Regions from separate parts of the Mus musculus genome. Here region 2 is linked to region 1. The links are chromatin contacts, called in public Hi-C maps. All regions are on one chromosome and are shown on one strand. The core of a region is the stretch at or near the end of the contact, and the rest is flanking DNA. Distances in the headings are between cores, read along the strand shown. Region 1 overlaps Lhfpl3 (lipoma HMGIC fusion partner-like 3). Region 2 overlaps Lhfpl3 (lipoma HMGIC fusion partner-like 3).

What was found. Hi-C and Micro-C count contacts between places; a contact is called where the count stands out from the background.
Region 2: a contact with region 1 is called in a Hi-C map of rod photoreceptor, with 4 times the contacts expected there. The contact joins two enhancer-like sites. A contact is called at or near these places in 5 of 484 Hi-C or Micro-C datasets (embryonic stem cells and rod photoreceptor), 4 of 115 datasets of contacts at active chromatin or transcription factors (embryonic hindbrain, embryonic stem cells and forebrain) and 1 of 9 other capture datasets (embryonic stem cells).

What each region holds. Positions count from the first base shown.
Region 1 is chr5:22,856,629-22,861,519 of GRCm38.p6, forward strand. The region is part of intron 1 of Lhfpl3 (lipoma HMGIC fusion partner-like 3); the gene reads left to right. Among named protein-coding and RNA genes, the nearest start is that of A930003O13Rik, 110 kb to the left of the region's middle. Within about 2 kb of position 2,518, at least 3 of the 459 cell types and tissues checked have an H3K27ac peak or open chromatin away from gene starts, as enhancers often do. A contact at or near this core is called in rod photoreceptor, where this site is marked.
Region 2 is chr5:23,222,698-23,227,588 of GRCm38.p6, forward strand. The region is part of intron 2 of Lhfpl3 (lipoma HMGIC fusion partner-like 3); the gene reads left to right. Among named protein-coding and RNA genes, the nearest start is that of Gm17434, 89 kb to the right of the region's middle. Within about 2 kb of position 2,489, at least 110 of the 459 cell types and tissues checked have an H3K27ac peak or open chromatin away from gene starts, as enhancers often do. A contact at or near this core is called in rod photoreceptor, where this site is marked.

The sequences.
Region 1 (4,891 bases), core at 1,268-3,767:
TTCACTTTCGCTTTCCTCGTTGGTTTGCTGCTTGCTTCCTTGCTTGGGGAGAGTGTCTCGCTATTATGTAACCTGCCTGTCCCAGGACTTGCTATGCTGAGCAGACTGCCCTTGAAGTCACAGAGATTCTCTTACTTCTGTGCTAGGATTAAAGATGTGTGCTCTGCACCCAGCAGTCTGTGTTGTATAACAATATATTAAGAGCACCTGCTCCTGGGGTTTTTGTGAAGTTTAAGGAAGTAATCCACTTAACAGAGAATCTGATATACAATCCATGTTCAGTTGACTTTTATCATCTCATCTGTTTAGATACGTGAAGTCCGGAAAGGTGGTGTGTAGCTACATGGTTAACTCTCTCTTGTCTAATTACTGGATTTATGTGAAAGAAGAATAAAAGTATGCACAGTTGTCTAGAGAGGTGCCTTCTTTTCTTCATTTACAACCAGCAAACTTGTATCTAGACAAACTTGAAGACCAGGCATTGGAAGTTCACCTTATCCTTTCGAATATGTTTTTTAAGGGGCTTTACACAGTGTAAAGCGTCTTCAGACATCAGTGGCAGCAGACCAAGGGGTGGGAAGCAGGGCCACTTTCTGTACTTGGATTCAACCTAAGCCTCTGGACACAAAAACATCAAGCAGGACAGTTCATCTCCCTCAGACGTGTCAGAAGACACTGTGCTCACAGTTAGGACGGCTTTTTAGTCAATGCTTTCTGAGGGACACAGAATTATTGTACAAAGCAGATACTTGTTTGAAAAAAAATGCCGTGTAGGTCAGTTTCTATGAGTTCTTCCTAGAGATCCTTGGGAAATAGCCCAAAAAAAAAATAAATGAGAAAAATATCTTTGAATTTGAGAAGTCATTTTCAGTAGAAACGGACTTGAGTTGAATTGACTTGAGGAGTAAGTTCCCCATGTGGTAAGGAGGCAGGTTCTCTGTGGGGTGAGGAGGTACATTCCGCGTGTGATTTTTGCCCTTCGTACATCTGGATAGTCATTTACAGGATGAACTGGTAATTCAGGAGGCAAGGGGCAGGTAGAAAGCCAAAGATCCAAATGGTCCCAGAAACGATGCTTCCAGATCCTGCAGAGTTGTGCGTGTTCTCTCTGTCTGTATGGACCTTCTGAGCAGGAAGTCTTCATCATAATCCATCTAGGTTATAACCACTGTTAGAAACTTAACACACACACACACACACACACACACACGCATGCATGCACACGCACACACGCACACACATGCATGCACACACGCACGTGCACACTCACACAAAAAGAACAGACTCCATCACCTAATGTCAGTCCCAAGACAATATGCCCACTCTGACTAATTCAGTGAATTCTTTAAGTGAATTTTTAGAAGATCAGAAAACACTACAATGGCAGGCACAATATTAAAGCCTGTGACTAATTCAGTTTTGATCTTGACTGAAGCCTTTATCCAGTTTTGCACCGCTTTTTTCTACCCTATTATATGACCAAAGAGAAGACTATTTATCGGAAGAAATGGGTGCTATCTCTGAAAGTTGTGATAAGTTACATTATTCCTATTTAAAACGAAAAAGTTATAACTATTCTTTGTCAGTGTCATGAGAGGGGCTTAAAACACTTTACTTGTTGGTCAACTAAAACACGTGAGGATGCCAAATGCTGTCCCCAGAGAACCAGAGAGATTCCTTGTAGGTTGGTGCTGCCAGTGGTCTTCACCTCTGCTGACATCCCTTAGGGGTTTGTTTGCTTGTCTGCTTTGAGCTGTATTAAGCTCTTAATAGTGTTTAGCAGAAGTGGCTACTTCTTATTCTGAGACAGGTATTACACCAACGGCAGATGTTCCTTACATTTTGACCTCTGTGTTCCCCAAAGAGATTCTTTCCCAAGCTTCCCATATTAGACATTTAACTATTTGAATTATCTATTAAAATATTATTTTATATATTGTGAATCTCTGTATCCATTGATTTAACTATATATAAAAAACTATTTATCTGAAAGCAAATGACCAGGATTTATATATATTTTTTTTACTGGTTAGTTTTTGTCAAAGTGATACAGACTAGCGTCTTTGGAAAGAGGGACCTTCGGTTGAGGAACTGTCCCCATCAGAACTGGCCTGGTGGGCATGGCTATGGGGCATTTTATTTATTGATGTAGAAGGACACAGTCTGCTGTGAGCTGTGCCATTTCTAGGCAGACGTTTCTGGACTGTATGAGAAATAGAAGAATTAAGCCAGCGAGTAATGCTCCTCCAGAGTGTCTGGTCTCTGCTTCAGTTCCTGTCTGCATGTTCACCTAGGCTTCTCTTTATGATAGACTATAACCTGTAAGATATTCTATCCAAGCTATTCTATCCAAGTAGTAGTTGGTCGTGGTGTGTATTACAGCAACAGAAAGAGAAGTAGACCATGCACTGTGCTAATTTGGACTGTATACCTTAGCACACCTGACTCCATGTTAGAGGAACAAGGCACCATTCTGAACTAAGAGCCCAGCTCATAGACCATCACACCTGCCAAACGAGAATTAAGACCTAATCTGTCCTAGTTCCTAGTTCTGGGAAGGCCCCTGAGTGTCCTCACTTTGCTGTGTAGCATCTGTAGCTCTGTTTACTGCTAACAGTTCTTGCTAATTGATGTGTGTCCACAGGATATGATTTTTGCACATATAAAGAACAGTAAGTTACATGATTTGGGCAACTTTCTTGTGTAGCTTGCTGGCCAGCAAATAAACACTTTCCATTGGCTCCAAGAGTCCGTGTGTTCTCTGAAGGAGTTGCCTTTCAACAATCAAATATTGTCAACTTCCTTTCTCAGATGTTATTACTAATTTCCCTTACACAGGGAATCTATCTTTTAAGTTAAAATAAGATTTATCGTTAGTCTTCCAAATACATCTAATGAAAAAGAATATCATTTTGAACTAAATGGTTATGTGTTCAAAGCTATGCTTTCCTCTTCAAGCCATGTGAACACCTTCCATCTTCAACATCAGTAACATTAGAATCACGGGTTTAGCTGGTAGACTCTATCTTTATTTAAGGAAGACCTTTTCCTCCTTCAGTCATTCTTCTGCATATTGTTTGCCCATTCTTGTCTGCTGTGTTAGAGTTAGAAATAACCAGAGCCAAGTTTCCAGGCCTTACCCGGTAGCAGGTTCATCTCGTTCCTTGGCAGGCACAGACAGTACTTTATATGATGACTCTATAATTACCCAGTTTTGGTAAACACACATTATTTTGCCAGTGCAGAAAAAAGGCTCCTTCAGCACCATTACATTGCAGTTCATCAAGTAAATAGTCATTTAGCCATTTTCATGAAAAATGTGTGTTATTTTGTTGATAGCTTGTCAATCCACTGCATTCAGCTAATTCCCTCTACTGCTTTATAAGTATTTTTGCAGCCTCTTTTGGAAAACCATTTCTGTACTGTATAGAAACTGTTCAATGCTCTATTTCCATGTAAAACTCAGTTGGTGTGATTGTTTTTATAGATATTTCTATTATGAACAGCCTCTCAGCATTGGAGCTAGCAGGAAACAGCACACAAACTATTAAACTGAATAGCTTTGATGGAAACCAAAATGCTCGATTGTCTTTTAAAAATAGAATGAAATGATTTTATGTTTAGGTTCTGGCAATATTTTTGTTTGGTCATTTAAATGTGAAATAAGTTACTGACAAAATTATAAGACCCATTGAAAATGATGCTCTTAGTCTGTCCTCACTATCTGCAATCAGGTGTGTACACAGTACGAATGGAATTGTCTCACAAAGGTGCTCTTTGGATTAAAGCTAAGATGGTATTTCCCCACATCTTTTAGAAGGGCTAATCTCCTTCAGGATGGTATTACAATTGAGGGCATTTGCTATATATCTTCCCAGATGCAGGTGTTCAGAAGTTGACTTCTAACTCAAAGATAGAATTCCATGGAATTCCATAGAATCTTCTCTAGTGAAGAGGGCGTGCTTGTTTGTTCTTATAGTGATGGGTGAGGCAGAGATCTCTAATTAAGCAGTACATTAGGATGTAGATGGAGTCACCACCCTCTGCCATACTGTGCTGCTGGGCCTTAATGGAAACTGTCACACCCTGGAGACATGGTGTGTATAGATGAGTGTATAATCTAAGTATGTTTAATGAATCTCAGTAGGACATGGAGAAGTGGGAAATTAAAGTCCTCCTGCTTCTTATATGTGAATTGACAGTGCCTCCTAAATCATTTTGGCTGTAAGAGCTTGTCTTTGCCTATTTAAATATCTAAAGTACCTATTACCTCCTGTGTTGCTAATGCACGTGTAGTTTACTCGAGCAGAAGCCTGGGCTGGAGAATCACTTCTCCCTGAGGCTTTCCCATCATCCTTTGAGGAGGGGTTGGGGATGATTGCTCCAAACTCTACTTCCTTTCTCCAGTGTCATCTGCTAGCCTCCTGGAAGCATAGAAATGGGGGGGGGGATTTTCATCTTGTTTGACGATCAGAGATGCCAACCCCAATTCTCTTGTTTGGTGACACATGAGGAGGCCGATCCCCTATAGCATTTCAGCCAAGTTGTTTGGCTCAGACAACCTTCTGGGTTTATTTTCAGTTTTCTGTCCCCGTTTACACTGAAGTAGGCAAAAAGAAGTCAAAGAAAAAAATCCTTTCATGATAGATACTATTAGGCAACTCATTTTCTTCTCTCTCTCTCTCTCTCTCTCTCTCTCTCTCTCTCTCCTGTGTTCTTGTGAGTTTTCATGAGAACTCACTCTCAGGAATATGTCAGAATGGTAGGGAAGAGGCAGAGTTATTTTCCTTGTGGAATCTGACATTTTAAAAACATGTTATTCTTATCATTAAAAGAGCCACCCTAGGGCCTGGAGAGATGGGACAGTGGTTAAGTGTGATCTCTGCCCTGG
Region 2 (4,891 bases), core at 1,239-3,738, 370 kb after region 1:
ATGGGAGGAGATATTTGGGCCTGACAAGAGTATATCTGGGACATTTAAAATACAGTTTGGGAGTTGGAGATACAGTCCTGTGATAAAGTGCTTGCCTGGCATGAGTAAGCCCAAGCTCAATTTCCAGGACCAAATAAAATAAAGTTTAATCCTGTCTTATCGTCTGTTCCCCACCACACACCTGCGCACCCACATGTGTGCACACCCACATGTCTTCACACCCACATGTGTGCACACCCACATGTCTTCACACCCACATGTGTGCACACCCACATGTCTTCACACCCACATGTGTGCACACACCGTACTACAGTCTGAAGCTTGAAACTTCCTCATGTCCTCAATTTCGCTGAAGTGTTAGTGTGTCTTGAAGTTGTTGAGTTGTATCTTCTGAATAATAAAAATTTTAAAATGAAGATGTTCTCATAACAGCTGACGAAACACTGCCCAGTGTTTGGGACTCAAAATATGCAGTGTTGAGACCCCCAGACCACCATTTAGACATGCAGAAAGCCAAAAGTTATTAGTGATGGATCTTTTGTTTCAAACCCCTTAATTTATAGACGATGACTGAGACCTTACGAGAGACAGTAGCCTCAAGAGGAAACAGGTTAAACTCCCATCCCCATCTTTCCCCAAAGCATCCTATCGAGAGTGGTGGGCATCAGAGCTCCCTTCTCTTGGGACAGACTTCATATACAGAGTTCCAGCACAACTTGGTAGAAATTAAAGTGAGTGAGTCTGCATCCCCAGAAAGGACTCCAGCTTTGCCGTAAGCTGGAGAAAGGTAATATGGCTCCCTACACCATGGATTGATGTAGGGACCAGCTGACTGCAAGAAGTCCTTGGGCCAAGTTTGCTCATTAATTGCTTAATTAACATTAACTTGCTCATTGGGCTTGTTGAGAGTCCGCCTCCACCTGCATTTTCCACAGGAAGTTATCGGAAAGTCAGGCTGTGCAAAAAAGTCAGGACTGCCAGGGGGCGGGGAGGAAACAAACTAGTGTTCAGTTACTAACGAAAGAACAGCAAGGCCCAAGAAGGAAAAGTACAAGTAAAAAACCTGCTTTACCTGGTCCTTCAAACTCACATAGACACGCACGTTTCAAGTCGAAGCATCTGATTTCTTCATGCAGTACGGAAACATTTCAGGAAATGCCCAGATAGGCTGGCGTCCGTTTCCCAGGAGGCTGCTCATTAGCTGAGCGCTGGAACCCGGCAGGTGAACGCCACCGTCTCTCTTTTCCAGGATGTTTTTTTAAGATTTATTTATTTATTTGATTTATGTATGTAAGTACACACATCTTCAGACACACCAGAGGAGGGCATCAGATCCCACTGCAGATGGTTGTGAGGCACCCTGTGGTTGCTGGGAACTGAACTCAGGACCTCTGGAGGAGCAGTGAGACATCTCTATGATCGATGAGACATCTCTCCAGTTCCCCTATAGTGTGTTCTTAAAGAGACCAGAAACCCTGCAACAGAAAATAATCTAAAAGCCAAACAGGCAATCATAGAAACACACATGTCAGTATCCACCTCAATTCTGCCTTCATGTGCACACAATTATGAAATCCAGATGTTGGCTAAATATGCATGGTCCTTCTCATGGGCTGTCTTTTTCCATAGCAAATGCACGGCACCTTTGGGCAAACTTTTGTAGAGGACAAAGAATCATAACTGAATTTAGCATTCTGGCCCATTTGAGTTTTTTATTTAATTTATTTATTTTTATGTTATGTGCATTTGGTGTTTTGACTACCTGTCTGTGGGAGGGTGTCAGATCCCCTGGAGCTAGAGTCACAGACAGTTGTGAGCTGCCATGTGGTTGCTGGGAATTAGAAAAGTAGGCAGTGCTCTTGACCACTGAGCATCTCTGCAGCCCCCATGTTGAGCTTTAAATGTAATTTTTTTTTCCAAAATAGTCTGCAGGAACCTTCCATGAGTCGCACAGTGACTGGGACTGGGAGGAGCAGACCAGACATGGACTGTCACAGAGTTAATTTGGTGTGTACATCTTAGGTTCAGAGGCCACTGGGTAAATACAGCAAAACAAAAAACTGTGAGCCAGGAAAGCATTGCCATGATGGATTTCAGCTCCACAGTTTTAGCCAAGCAGAGGCAGAGGAGCGATCCATCCGTCAGGGAAGTGTGCAGTGACTTTTAAAGCTGCCCTGTCCCTGAAGACTGACAGACACACCCTGTTACGTGGAGAGGATAGCGACTAGAACTTGGAGAAATGATCTACCAGTCTTTTCTTAGCCACAATCAATGTCCTAGCGTTACTAGTTCTCCACATAGGACAGCTGTGACACTGTCCGAAAAAGGAAAATGGCCCCTTCAGGAAGCCTTGCAAGGCCATTCGTCCCACTGAGGACGACTCCTTGCTTAATCCTTCTTTAACCAGAGAGCTCCCTGAACAAATCAATCAAGCCAGCTATGAGTTAGGCAGAGATGGCTTCTCCCCCACCACACACCCATCCCTCACCCCCACACCCACCGCCCCTGCCCAGCCACCCCCAAGGCTTGTTCCAAATCCGTCCTAAACAGCCGAGGACTAAGAAAATCGCTGTCCTAGTGAGACCTCAAGTGGAGAAACTGAGAACTGCAGGTGAGGAAAGGTGGGTTAAAAAAAAAAAAAAAAAAAAGGAATGGGGGGTGGGGGGAAGGAGGAAAGATGAGCTCCTGTGAGAACCACTGGCTCAGCCTGAAATTCTTCCTAGATGGAAGAAAGGGGGCACTGCGGCTGAGGGCTGAGACCACTGAAATGTCAGCCAGATGAAAGGGCTTGGTGAGTTTTCACCATGTGACTATGCAGCCTCGTTTCAGAAATGGATCCTCTAAAGTTAATCCATGCCACAGGGAAATCTGCCCAATTTCGCATTTACAGTTACTCCAGAAAAATTCCAGAACCTATGGAAGGCTCTAGATTCGTCCAGTTCTTTTTTTTTTTTTTTTTCCGTCTTTTTAGGGGAGGCCTGAAAACAAACTGAGCCTTCAAGATTCAAAAGAGGCAGCCCATAGAACGTGGGTGTCAGCATGCTAGAGAGTCCTGAGGTCGCCTGGTGCCTGGGCGCCAATACAGGGCCCACTCTTGCCCTTCCACACTGACAGGCGCTGGTCCTGGGGACTTCCCGGGAAGAGTAAGTAGGTTGTCCCTGACTGACAGAAAACTTAATTGTTTTAATTGTTTTCCAAATGCAGCCTCCAGAAGAGTGACACTCTCATCTGGAAGCTTGTCTGAAATGTAAATTATTGAGCTTCGGATCTAGGAATTAAACACTCTAGCAGTAGGTCCCAAATGCTGGCCTACTGACAGTTGAGGCCTCTGATTTTGAGATCCACTGCCACGCAATGATTTGCAAATGTCCAAGGCAGAAGATTGCAACTCTCTATTTATTTCAAAAGTGGTTTCTGGCTCCACCCCTACAGACACATAGCAGCTCAGCAGAGAGCAGCGGGAAAATTGTAAGTTTCGGACAAGAAGGAAACCCACAAGCTTCCATTTAGCAAACTTTACTCTGGAGAAAAGGAGCTTTCTCCTCAGTGGTTAGCCTTCTCTCTGAAGTTGGAAATGAACATTATTTTAACTTCTTACCAGGCCTGAAAGAATCTGTTAAGTATCCAGGTTTTCCCTTTGAAAAATTAACCCTTGCAACCCCTGTAGGGGAAATCACAGTGACATGTGTCTCTGAGGTAAAATTTTAATAATAATGATATATCATTTTTTAAAAGATGTGCACTGCTGGGCAAGCAAGCCTGGGATTTCCAGACAGATCCCAGCTCCCAGAGAGTCTGTCTCTCCTGAGAGATACTGAGAAACGTCATAGGCTGGAGGTCTGGCCCCATGTGTAGCAGAGTTGTAGCAGAACCCTTGCATCTGGCAGGAACCTGGAGGGATGGCACCTCAGCTTTGAAGTGGCCTTTTATCAGTGATTGTTAGCTGAGACTTTGCAGGGTTAATCCTTTTGAAGGATTCTCAGAGCCTTTGCATTACTTAGTCCAGAAACACGCTTGGCAAACCAGGAAGTCTAGCTTACCGGGAAGAACTGCATATGTGTCTGTCAAGACAACTCTCAGATCAGATAAGGAGTTTTGCTGTGTGGAAATTGACTTGCTGAAGGAGCTCCTAGGAAGCTATCAATGTTCAGTCCTTCAGAGGCGGCTGCTCCCTGTTGCTGAGAAGGCTAAATCCATCCTGCAGTAGCTCTTTCTTTCAATTGTCCTGCATAACCCAGAACACAGACACCCACGTGTGGCTGCCTTTGCTGCTTCTTCTCCCACATCTACAGGCACTTTCCAGAAGGGCCCAAAAGTAGAGTCATTGTAACACCACTGGGGAAAAAAAATAGTTTTTAGACTTTGAAGTTCTGGGCTGCGATGTGCCTCAGTTGTTAGAGTGCTTGGCTAGCATGCATGAAGCCCTGGGTTCCATCCCCAGCACATGACAATCCCAGTATGGAGGTACACACCTTTAATCCCAGAATGGGGAGGAGAGGCCAGCCTCTACTCCTCAGCTGAGCAGCAATGAAAAGCTCGCCCACCACCACCTCTGATCTCTCTTCTTCTCTCCTGTGTCCACTTCCTTCCCTCTCTCCCTATTTCCCTTGTCTGCTTCCCTCTCTCCCTGTTTCCCTTGTCTGCTTTCCCCACTTCCCTCCCCCCCTCCCCCTTTCCTTGCTTCTGTGACTTTCTCTGGCTTTTTTCCCTTCCATCAAGGTCCCTCCCTATAGTCCTGGGAAATGAGCGCTCTCACACACCCAGCTGGAAACCTCCCCTCATCCACCTCTTACTGAGTGCTGAGATCACTGCGTTCATCCCACCCACCATCCCCCCGCATCTATGAGGGTGCTCGCCCCCCATCCATCCACCCACCCACTCCCACCTCACC